Linked DNA regions of Sus scrofa: all the other regions are linked to region 2. The links are chromatin contacts, called in public HiChIP or PLAC-seq maps. All regions are on one chromosome and are shown on one strand. Each heading gives the region's core, a stretch centred on a gene start, on an enhancer-like site or on the middle of the called end of the contact. The rest is flanking DNA. Distances are from core to core; before and after follow the strand shown. Region 1 overlaps FGGY (FGGY carbohydrate kinase domain-containing protein). Region 2 overlaps LOC102165506 (a long non-coding RNA gene). Region 3 overlaps FGGY (FGGY carbohydrate kinase domain-containing protein).

Region 1 (2,802 bases), core at 253-2,752, 550 kb after region 2:
CATTAGCAGCTGGCCATAAATCACACATTGTACTAGCACCTTGTATATGTTACTGAAAGATGGCTGGGCCACTCATTTGCCTGCTTGCTCTCCGATGGCTTGTTCACCCCTGTCCTGCTGTGTACTGCATTTCCCAGGCTCCCTTGCAGCTGGCCACTGAGTAAGTTTGGCCAATGGGAAATACTGATGGAAGATTGACATGCGGGAAGCAGGGAGAAGTCAGGTTGTTTCTTTCACTATAGCAGCTGCCCCATTCTGACCGCTCAGCCCTTCTTTGGTTTCACCTCCAGCCTGGCATCACCAGCCCCTGGCTCTGGTCCCTCCAATGCCTCCCATCATCTCTTGATCCCTAAGAGGAGTAGCAGCTTTTGGCCTTTGCTGATCTCTTCAGTTCCTTCAACATCATCTGCCCGGCTTTAGTTTCTTCTGTCTTCTATGAACAAATTTCCTGCACTCAGTTCTTGTTGAACGACCTAGAGTGGCTTCTCATCTCCTGACTGGATTCTGAGTAATAGAGTTGCTTTTAAATATTAAAAGAGAAGTCAATCCTTATGGTGAATCCATTCCCCCCTCCCATTGGAATGAGCTAGGCCAATGGGAGAAAGGGTGGCTGGTTACCATGGAGAGCAGTCCACTTTGACTAAGTGGCATGCAAAGGACGAAAATTGACCTAAGCAACTTTAGCGAATGCCCAGATCTGAGTAACCCCGCTCTGAGTTAGGCATTGGAGCCTGTAGCCATACGTAACTTACCACTTTCCGGAGGAGATCTGACTGGATTACAAGTCAGAGCTGGGCACAGTTCAAGGTAGTGTCTAGTCAAAAGGAATAGAAACTCCTCTTTCTTGAACCAGCACTCTGGACCATTCACCATACTATATATGTGATTATTCTCATCATGCAAGTGAGGATTTAGAGACTCAGAAAGGGCAAACAGTTTCCCTAAAGTCACACAGCTATTAAGTAATGGCATGAGGAATTGAAGTCTGTATGTCTCAGAGTTTATGTTTCTTGAAACATATCTCTTCCTCAAGGTTTCCAAATTTTCTTCCTGTTTCAAAGCAAATTACAAGAAAGCTGCATGTGTAACTCATATTGCTCTGGTCGCTTAGAAATTTCCTTGCAGAACCAACATTTAAAGTTTCTCATGTAGTTCTCATAATAAGTTTATGTTCGAAGTTTGTTATTTTCATTTTTACAAATGAGAAAACAGACTCAGAAAATTAAAAGAACGTACCCAAGGTCAGACTGGCTGTTAATATTCAAGCTGAATATTTGAATACAGGTTTTTCTGTCTGGTACAGAAAAATACACTGTTTTCTGTCTGGTACAGAAAATACACTGTTTCTACTGGTGACATCAAAGGATTGGATTTTAGGAGAGAGGGCCTAATGTTTTACAGGTTTAAAAAAAGAACAAGAGGAAAAACAAGGGCAGGTTCCCCACCTTCAAGGAGCTGACAGTCAGGCTAGAAGAATAAAAATGAAGCAACCTGAAACCAGAGAGTACCATTACATAAGCTGCTCCCTGGTAACAGCTACAAGCAAGAAAGAGAAGTGTGGTTTTGTATAAGACGGAGGGCTTGAAATGGAAATGCTAACTTAGGGAGAGCAGAGAAGCAGCAGGAAGTGGACTTTTCAGATAGTTGGTAATGAAAGCCGAAGAATAACACAGGCAAAAAAGATATCCACTCAAGTCCTAGGAAGGATCCCAACTGGGGAGTAACAATAGAAAGCTTAGTATGTAAGGGCCACACTTGATGGGGAGTAGGGATTGTCAGCTAGAAACAGATTGCTATAAACTGGATCAGGAGTCCTGGGAGCATCCTTTGCCCAACATCCCCTGACTCTTATCTATCTTTTTTTTTTTTTTTTTATGTAATAAGCTAATAGTCTCATTTTTAAAAAATGAACAACATTAAGTGCTTCTTAAATGATAACACTGCTTCCTGCTGAAGAAAAAAAGCCTGTAAATTATTTCAAGCCTGGGAGTAACAGCAAAGATTTATTATGTATCTCCAACAGTTTTGAAGACTCCCTGAAATTGAAAGGGAACACTTTAAATGCCCCTAGGAAGTTATCCTGTTTCACCAGAGTGCCTTTGTGTAGAGTGTTACATGTTTGGGGACATGGGGACTGACAAGGCACCTTCTGAGACAAGGCCGCTGAGATGGGAAGCCAGCAACTGCTTCACCCCACCTCACAATTGACCTCCCTTCCCCTCCCCCTCCCCCTCAGCTGACACTTTGGCCAGAGGAGCCTGGGTGTTGGATGGAGTTGATCAGACTGAAACTCCTACCAAGTTGGCCATGTCACTTTCAGCTGTCGGCATCTCTGATGAGGAGGGATCCGGACAGGCCAGGCTGGTTCAGATAACTGGATGACAGCAGTTGTTTTCACCCTAGGAAGCGGACTAACGGCTACAGACAGAAATCGATGGAGGAGAAAATTACAGACAATCCTAAAGCGGAGATTCGAGCAAGTGCTTAGACGATGAGGAAGCCGCTAGCTTTAGTGAATCTGGCATATTGTGGTGTGGTGGGGACTGGGACCCTTCTCTTCAAGGGGCTCCTGAAACGATAACAGAGGGTAGTCAGGAAGTGTCAGCAGTCATTGTGTGTATGACTATGGATTAACTCACTTAATCCTCACAAAAATCCCATGAGGTCCTGATCTGTCTTGTGCTTTGCAGATAAGGAGGCCTTTACAGATAAGGAGGCCAAATCACAAAGAGGTTAAGTACTTTCCCAAGGTTAGCTAGCTAGTAAGATACACTCCTGCCATGTTTTGAGCCTGTGGACTGC
Region 2 (2,986 bases), core at 177-2,676:
TGGTTTAGCTTAGGGAAGATGATGCAACTTAATTCACAATTCCACTAAGGCTGGGGGAGGGGTCATCCCTCAAAGAAAGCTTGAGATGCAATCTTTAAAAGTGGCAGAAGCGGAAGCCAGGCAGGCAAAAACAGAAACTATTCATTATGGCAAAGAGTTACTGTTCTAGGGCCGCTCCCTCGACATATGGAGGTTCCCAGGGTAGGGGTCTAATCAGAGCTGCAGCCGCCGGCCTATGCCAGAGCCACAGCAACACAGGATCCAAGCTGCATCTGCGACCTACACCATAGCTCACGGCAATGCCGGATCCCTAACCTACTGAGTAAGGCCAAGGATCGAACCCGCAACCTCATGGTTCCTAGTCGGATTCGTTTCCACTGAACGACAACGGGAACTCCAAGGAGTTACTCTGGATGGGGCTTCTTCCCATCGCTACCTGAGACATCCTAGGCCCCCAAATAGCAGTGGCTTAAAAACAATAGAAAGAAATCTTAGGTCAACACATCAGTAAGCTATTCAGGAATGGTTGGGTCTCATACTGGCCCAGACTCCTTCTATCCTTTGCTTCATTGGGTGTGGCCATCATTCCCAAGGTTACCTCTTGGTCCCCCATAGCTCCCCTAGCTTAAGTTTTCACTCTATATTTCAACCAAAGGAAACAAAGTAGAAGAAAGCCATTCCCTTTAGGATATTTTCTGGAATTCGGACATACCATTTTTCCTGGTATTCTACTAGGCACCATTTACTCACATGGCTGTGCCTTGCTACAATGAAAAGAGAGCAACTATGGTCTTGGGTCCAGACAGCTGTTTGCCCAGCTAAGAACAAAAAGCTCTGTTACAACAGAGGAAGGAGAAAACCCAAAGTAGAATTGGTCTCTTCCACAGACCCCACAAAGTACATGCTTGTTTTAAAGGGGAGAAAAAGCAGAACTCAGGAAGCTTGAACAACCTGGTCAATGTCACACAGACAGTAAATTATTGCGTCTGATGCTAAATGGTGCTATACTAAAGTAATTCTGTTTTTATCTTATTCGATCCACTTTCTAACTCTATATCAATGTAGATTTGTTAAATCGCCTTCTTTGTGGAGTGAGTTGACGCCTCATGACATAATGCCTCTAGTGATAGCAGGTCTTTCTTAGAAACTTAGAAACGTGCTGTTCATTCCTGGCCAATGTTCCCTGGACAACAGTGCAGACAGCTGAAACCCTGATACGTACGTGGTGGTGACAAGAGATGCAGATGGAAAATAGAATGGCAGTGGGTGTGTGTTGGAAAATACCCCAGCCTGGGAGCCTGGATACCAAGTCTCCAGTCCCAGCTCAGTCACTCATTAATTGTGTGATCCTGGTCTCATCATGACCCTCTGTCCCTCAGCTCCCTCCTCCACGTGTTCCTTCCAGCTCCGATTCTCTCTTGTTTTAGGCAATATCTGCTTGCATGATGACTCAAACTGGAATCTGGATTCGAAGAGCACAAAACCTCTACTTCCCTATGTGATGCAATTTTAGAATCTCTTGGATAGCAAGGTCACACTTGCTAATTGGGTTTGCATTATAAAATCTCATAGGATTAATGGTAAATGTTCATTAACCAGAATGTCTTTGAGAGTAGGAATCATGTTTGATTTTTCTTATGGTTATTTCCCCAGCAACTATTGAAGCCCCTGGTACACGCAATATTGATTGACTTATTGACCGACCTAGACAATGTCCTTGCTAGACAGACATGTGTGATAAATTATTCCCCTCCCCCCTCTCCTCAAGAGCAAGCAGGAGCTTCAAGGGAAGGAGTTAGAAAACTCAGATTTACACAGCAATTATTTTCAATTTACTTTTCACAATAACTCTTCAAGAAAGCTCTAATAATCCTCTTTTTTATGGTTGAGAAATCCAAGATGTGGAAGGATGAAGTAACTTCTTAAAAACAACATAGTTTTTGACAAGAAATGTTCAGAAACTAGATGAGGAAAACTATAAAACACACCTGAAAACACAAAAATAGATGCGCAGCATTTCTGCCCCCTGTTATTGCTCAGAGCAACTTACAAGGCCATCCCAAATTCAAGGGCAGAGGAAACAGACTCCACCTTTTGCTGAGAGGAGCAGCAAGTAATTTGTGTTTGATAATCTATCACAAATATGCACGTGTGAAAAAGAGCGAGGTATATCTCTGGGAATGAATATGGGGTGACCTCCAGGAGAACAAAGCAAAGTGTGAAAGGGTACATATGGTGCAAAAGCATACACTTTGTGTGAGAGAGAATCAGAAGTAAGGAAACATAAACGTATCTTTCTGCTGACTTTTGCAAAAAGAAATACGGGAATGATAAAGCAGGCAGCAGTCAAGGTGGTTACCTACCAGGGCTTGAGGGAGGGAGATTGAAAGGACCGTGAGAAAGAACATCCCTGAGTCTACTTTTTAGGAGAGCTTTGACTTTGGAAGCATGTTCACGTTTTAAATATTCAAAAAATAAAATTAAATCAACAAGGAAAATGTAAAGCTGAATACAAATAGAAATAAACATACCAGGAATTACTCCAGTTACTGGAGCGAAAAAAAAAAAAAACAAAAACACCTTCTATAAAAGACATTATTGGTCTAATTGAAAAAAAAAACTGGATCATAGACTGTATCTAAATTATTCTATTAATGTTAAAGTTCCTGCAACTGCACTGAGGTTATATTAAGAAAATATCCTCTGCAGGTTTGATCCCTGGCCTTGCTTAGTGGGTTAAGGATCTGGTGTTGCAATAAGCTGCAGTGTAGGCCACAGATGTGGCTTGGATCTGGCATTGCTGTGGCTGTGGCATAGGCCAGCAGCTGCAGCTCTGATTCGACTCCCAGCCTGGGAACTTCCATATGCCACAGGTGTGGCCCCAAAAAGAAAAAAAAATACTTTATTGTTAAAAAACACGAACCCTGGCAGTGCAAGATTGCCACAAACCAATCTGTAAAAATGTAATATCTGCTAAATGCAATAA
Region 3 (3,006 bases), core at 311-2,810, 570 kb after region 2:
TCTCTGTCAATGGACATTTAGGTTGCTTCCATGTCTTGGCTATTGTAAACAGTGCTGCTATGAACATTGGGGTGCATGTAACTTTTCAAATTGTGGTTTTCTCCAGCTATGTGCCCAGGAATAGGGTTATTGAATCATGTGGCATTTCTATTTTTAGTTTTTTAAAGGAACCTCCATACTGTTTTCCATAGTGGTTATAGCAATTTATGTTTGCACCAGTAGTGTAGGAGGGTTCCATTTAACTCTGTACTCTCTCCAGTATTTATTGTTTGTAGACATTTTGATGATGGCCAGTCTAACCAGTGTGAGCTGATACTTTATTGTAGTTTTTATTTGCATTTCTCTAGTAATTAGTGATGTGGAACATCTTTTCATTTATTTTGCCACCTGTAGGTCTTCTGTGGAGAAATGTATTTTTAGATCTTCTGCCTATTTTCGATTGTGTTGTTGGCTTTCTAATATATGTGTGTGTGTGTGTGTATATATATATATATATATATATATATATATTTTTTTTTTTTTTTTTTTGGTCTTTTTAGGGCCGCACCCACAGCATGTGGAGTTTCCCAGTCTAGGGATCTAATCGGAGCTATAGCTGCTGGCCTATGCCACAGCCACAGCAACTCAGAATCTGAGCCACATCTGCAACCTACACCACAGCTCACGGCAATGCCAGACCCTTAACCCACTGAGCTAGGCCAGGGATCGAACCTGCAACCTCATGGTTCCTAGTCGGATTCTTTTCTGCTACACCATGTTGGGAACTCCAGCTTTTTAATATTGAGCTGCATGAGTTGTAGTATATTTTGGAGATTATTTCCTTGTTGGTTGCATTGTTTGCAGATATTTTCTCCCATTTTGTGGGTTGTCTTTATGTTTTATTTATAGTTTCCTCTGCTGTGCAAAAACTTTTAAGTTTAATTATGTCCCATTTATTCATTTTTGTTTTTATTTTAATTCCTCTAGGAGGTGGAGCTGAAAAAATATTGCTGTGATTGATTTATGTCAAAAAGTGTTCTACCTCTGTTTTCCTCTAATAAGAGTTTCATAGTATCTGGTCTAACATTTAGATCTTTAATCAATTTTGAGTTTATTTTTGTGTGTGGTGTTAGACAGCGTTCTAATTCCATTCTTTTACATGTAGCTGTCCAGTTTTCCCAGAACCACTTCTTGAAGAGACTGTCTTCTCTCCATTGTTTGTTCTTGCCTCCTTTGCCATAGATTAGTTGACAAGCCCGGTTTTTATTAATCAACCAAAATGATTAGAACAGAGAGAAAAACACTATTAAGGATGTCTGTCAGGATCTATCTACAATGATATGTCTCTTTTTAATTCTTAAAATAGTCCTGTTGCGTAGGTCCTGTTATTTTTAATTTTCGCCTAGTGAAACTGAGAGTCAGAGAGGTTAAGCGATTTGCCTAAGATCGCACAACAAACAAGTGGAAGAACTGGGATTTGAGCCCAGGACTGTCCAACTCCAAATCCCTAATGACATGCTATTAACATATGTCCTGCCTCTGTTGGGAATGACTCAGAGGCCAGGCGTGAGCAGGGTTGGAGGGGGTGACCCTGTTTCCCTGAGAGACCAGAGGAGGTGGAGGCGGGGGCAGGAGGCCTGGAGCTTACAGGCTGCATGTAAAAGTTTGGAAATTTTGCCCTGAAAGACAAGAGAGTGTTTTCAACTGAGGCCATTTTCAACTGTACCCTGTGTACTAGGCCAAGGGTAAACCAAAACACAGCCATAAATAGTACTCCCCGGAATTCTTGTCACCACAGCCCACTGTGCTTCTTCTGTTTGGAGATGACTGTTGAAAACAGTTCGCGTGAAAATGGCTGAATCTGTTACTGTTCCCAAAGTCAGTCACAGCCCATCTGAATGAGGTGTCTTGGGTGTGAATAGAGATGCAAGAATCATCAGCTGACCAGCCATTGTGGTGTCTCAACAGATGGCCTGCCCAAGAAACCCACATCCCTGGACCAGGGCCAGGCCTTCCTAAAGCCACTGCTTTGAAGGGACCCATCCTAGTTGAATGGGCATGCCTCACCTTCTTATAGAATATATATTTTTTATAGTCATCCTTATTCTAATTAAAAATGAGGTATCAAAGCTGGAATAGACTTTAACAAGTCATCTAATGCATTTAAAAAATGGAGACTTTTGCTTCCAAAGTGGGAGGTGCCAGTCCCAAGGTTATAGAGAGAAAATCTGAGACTAGATCTGGGCTTCTTGGAGTTCCCATTGTGGCTCAGTGGGTTAAAAACCCAGCTGAGGACCCATGAGGATATGGGTTCGATCCCTGGCCTGGCCTAGTGGGTTAAGGATCTGTCATTGCCATGAGCTGTGGCTTAGGTCTCAGATGAGGCTTGGATCCCGCATGGCTGTGGCTGTGGCATAGGCTGGCAGCTGCAGCTCCAATTGGACACCTAGCCTGGGAACTTCCAAATGCAGCTGTTAAAAAAAAGGGAAAAAAGAAAATAAAAAGAATCTAGGCCTCCTAATTCTTAGTCTAAAACACATCTAATGCTGTCCTCCTGAACCTTTCCATCACGGTTACAAACTTTCTGTCAGCCTCTCCAAAGGGCACGGCTCGGATGTGGGAAAGATGGGCAGAAGGTCATGTTTGTCCTGGATGCTCTCTACCTTCCGCTGTAGGTCTGTCCCCCCATTGCAGGATTTCCTCTCACCTGTCAAAACTAACTAGTCCTGTGGGCCCACCTGTCAAAACTAACTAGTCCTGTGGGCCCAAATCTAGCTCCTTGAGAAGCAGCTTCTGGGGTTTCTAGAGTTACTGCCGCTCACCTGCCCAGGACTTTTTCCTGCTTGGCAGTGCTGCCTCTTGAACAGTGGACAGGCCCCTGAGCCAGGAAGATACCTGGCTCAGCCCCTGTTGGGCGGTTTCCCAGGTGAGACACGGCCTCCCCGAGCATCAGTCCTCATCTCCAGGGGGCAGACGAGGAAGGGGAAAGGGACAAATGCGAACTGCTCACTTGATCACAAACTGAAT

Evidence for each region. HiChIP or PLAC-seq counts read pairs in DNA pulled down with a chosen protein or histone mark.
Region 1: a contact with region 2 is called in an H3K27ac HiChIP or PLAC-seq map of alveolar macrophages, with 8 times the contacts expected there. The contact joins two enhancer-like sites. A contact is called at or near these places in 1 of 47 Hi-C or Micro-C datasets (fetal heart ventricle) and 2 of 2 datasets of contacts at active chromatin or transcription factors (alveolar macrophages and skeletal muscle).
Region 3: a contact with region 2 is called in an H3K27ac HiChIP or PLAC-seq map of alveolar macrophages. The contact joins two enhancer-like sites. A contact is called at or near these places in 1 of 47 Hi-C or Micro-C datasets (fetal heart ventricle) and 1 of 2 datasets of contacts at active chromatin or transcription factors (alveolar macrophages).

What each region holds. Positions count from the first base shown.
Region 1 is chr6:152,831,066-152,833,867 of Sscrofa11.1, reverse strand. All of the region lies in intron 14 of FGGY (FGGY carbohydrate kinase domain-containing protein), which reads left to right. Among named protein-coding and RNA genes, the nearest start is that of HOOK1, 120 kb to the right of the region's middle. Within about 2 kb of position 1,502, at least 15 of the 83 cell types and tissues checked have an H3K27ac peak or open chromatin away from gene starts, as enhancers often do. A contact at or near this core is called in alveolar macrophages, where this site is marked.
Region 2 is chr6:153,381,316-153,384,301 of Sscrofa11.1, reverse strand. The region is part of intron 3 of LOC102165506 (a long non-coding RNA gene); the gene reads right to left. Among named protein-coding and RNA genes, the nearest start is that of FGGY, 170 kb to the right of the region's middle. Within about 2 kb of position 1,426, at least 3 of the 83 cell types and tissues checked have an H3K27ac peak or open chromatin away from gene starts, as enhancers often do. A contact at or near this core is called in alveolar macrophages, where this site is marked.
Region 3 is chr6:152,810,280-152,813,285 of Sscrofa11.1, reverse strand. The region is part of intron 14 of FGGY (FGGY carbohydrate kinase domain-containing protein); the gene reads left to right. Among named protein-coding and RNA genes, the nearest start is that of HOOK1, 100 kb to the right of the region's middle. Within about 2 kb of position 1,560, at least 9 of the 83 cell types and tissues checked have an H3K27ac peak or open chromatin away from gene starts, as enhancers often do. A contact at or near this core is called in alveolar macrophages, where this site is marked.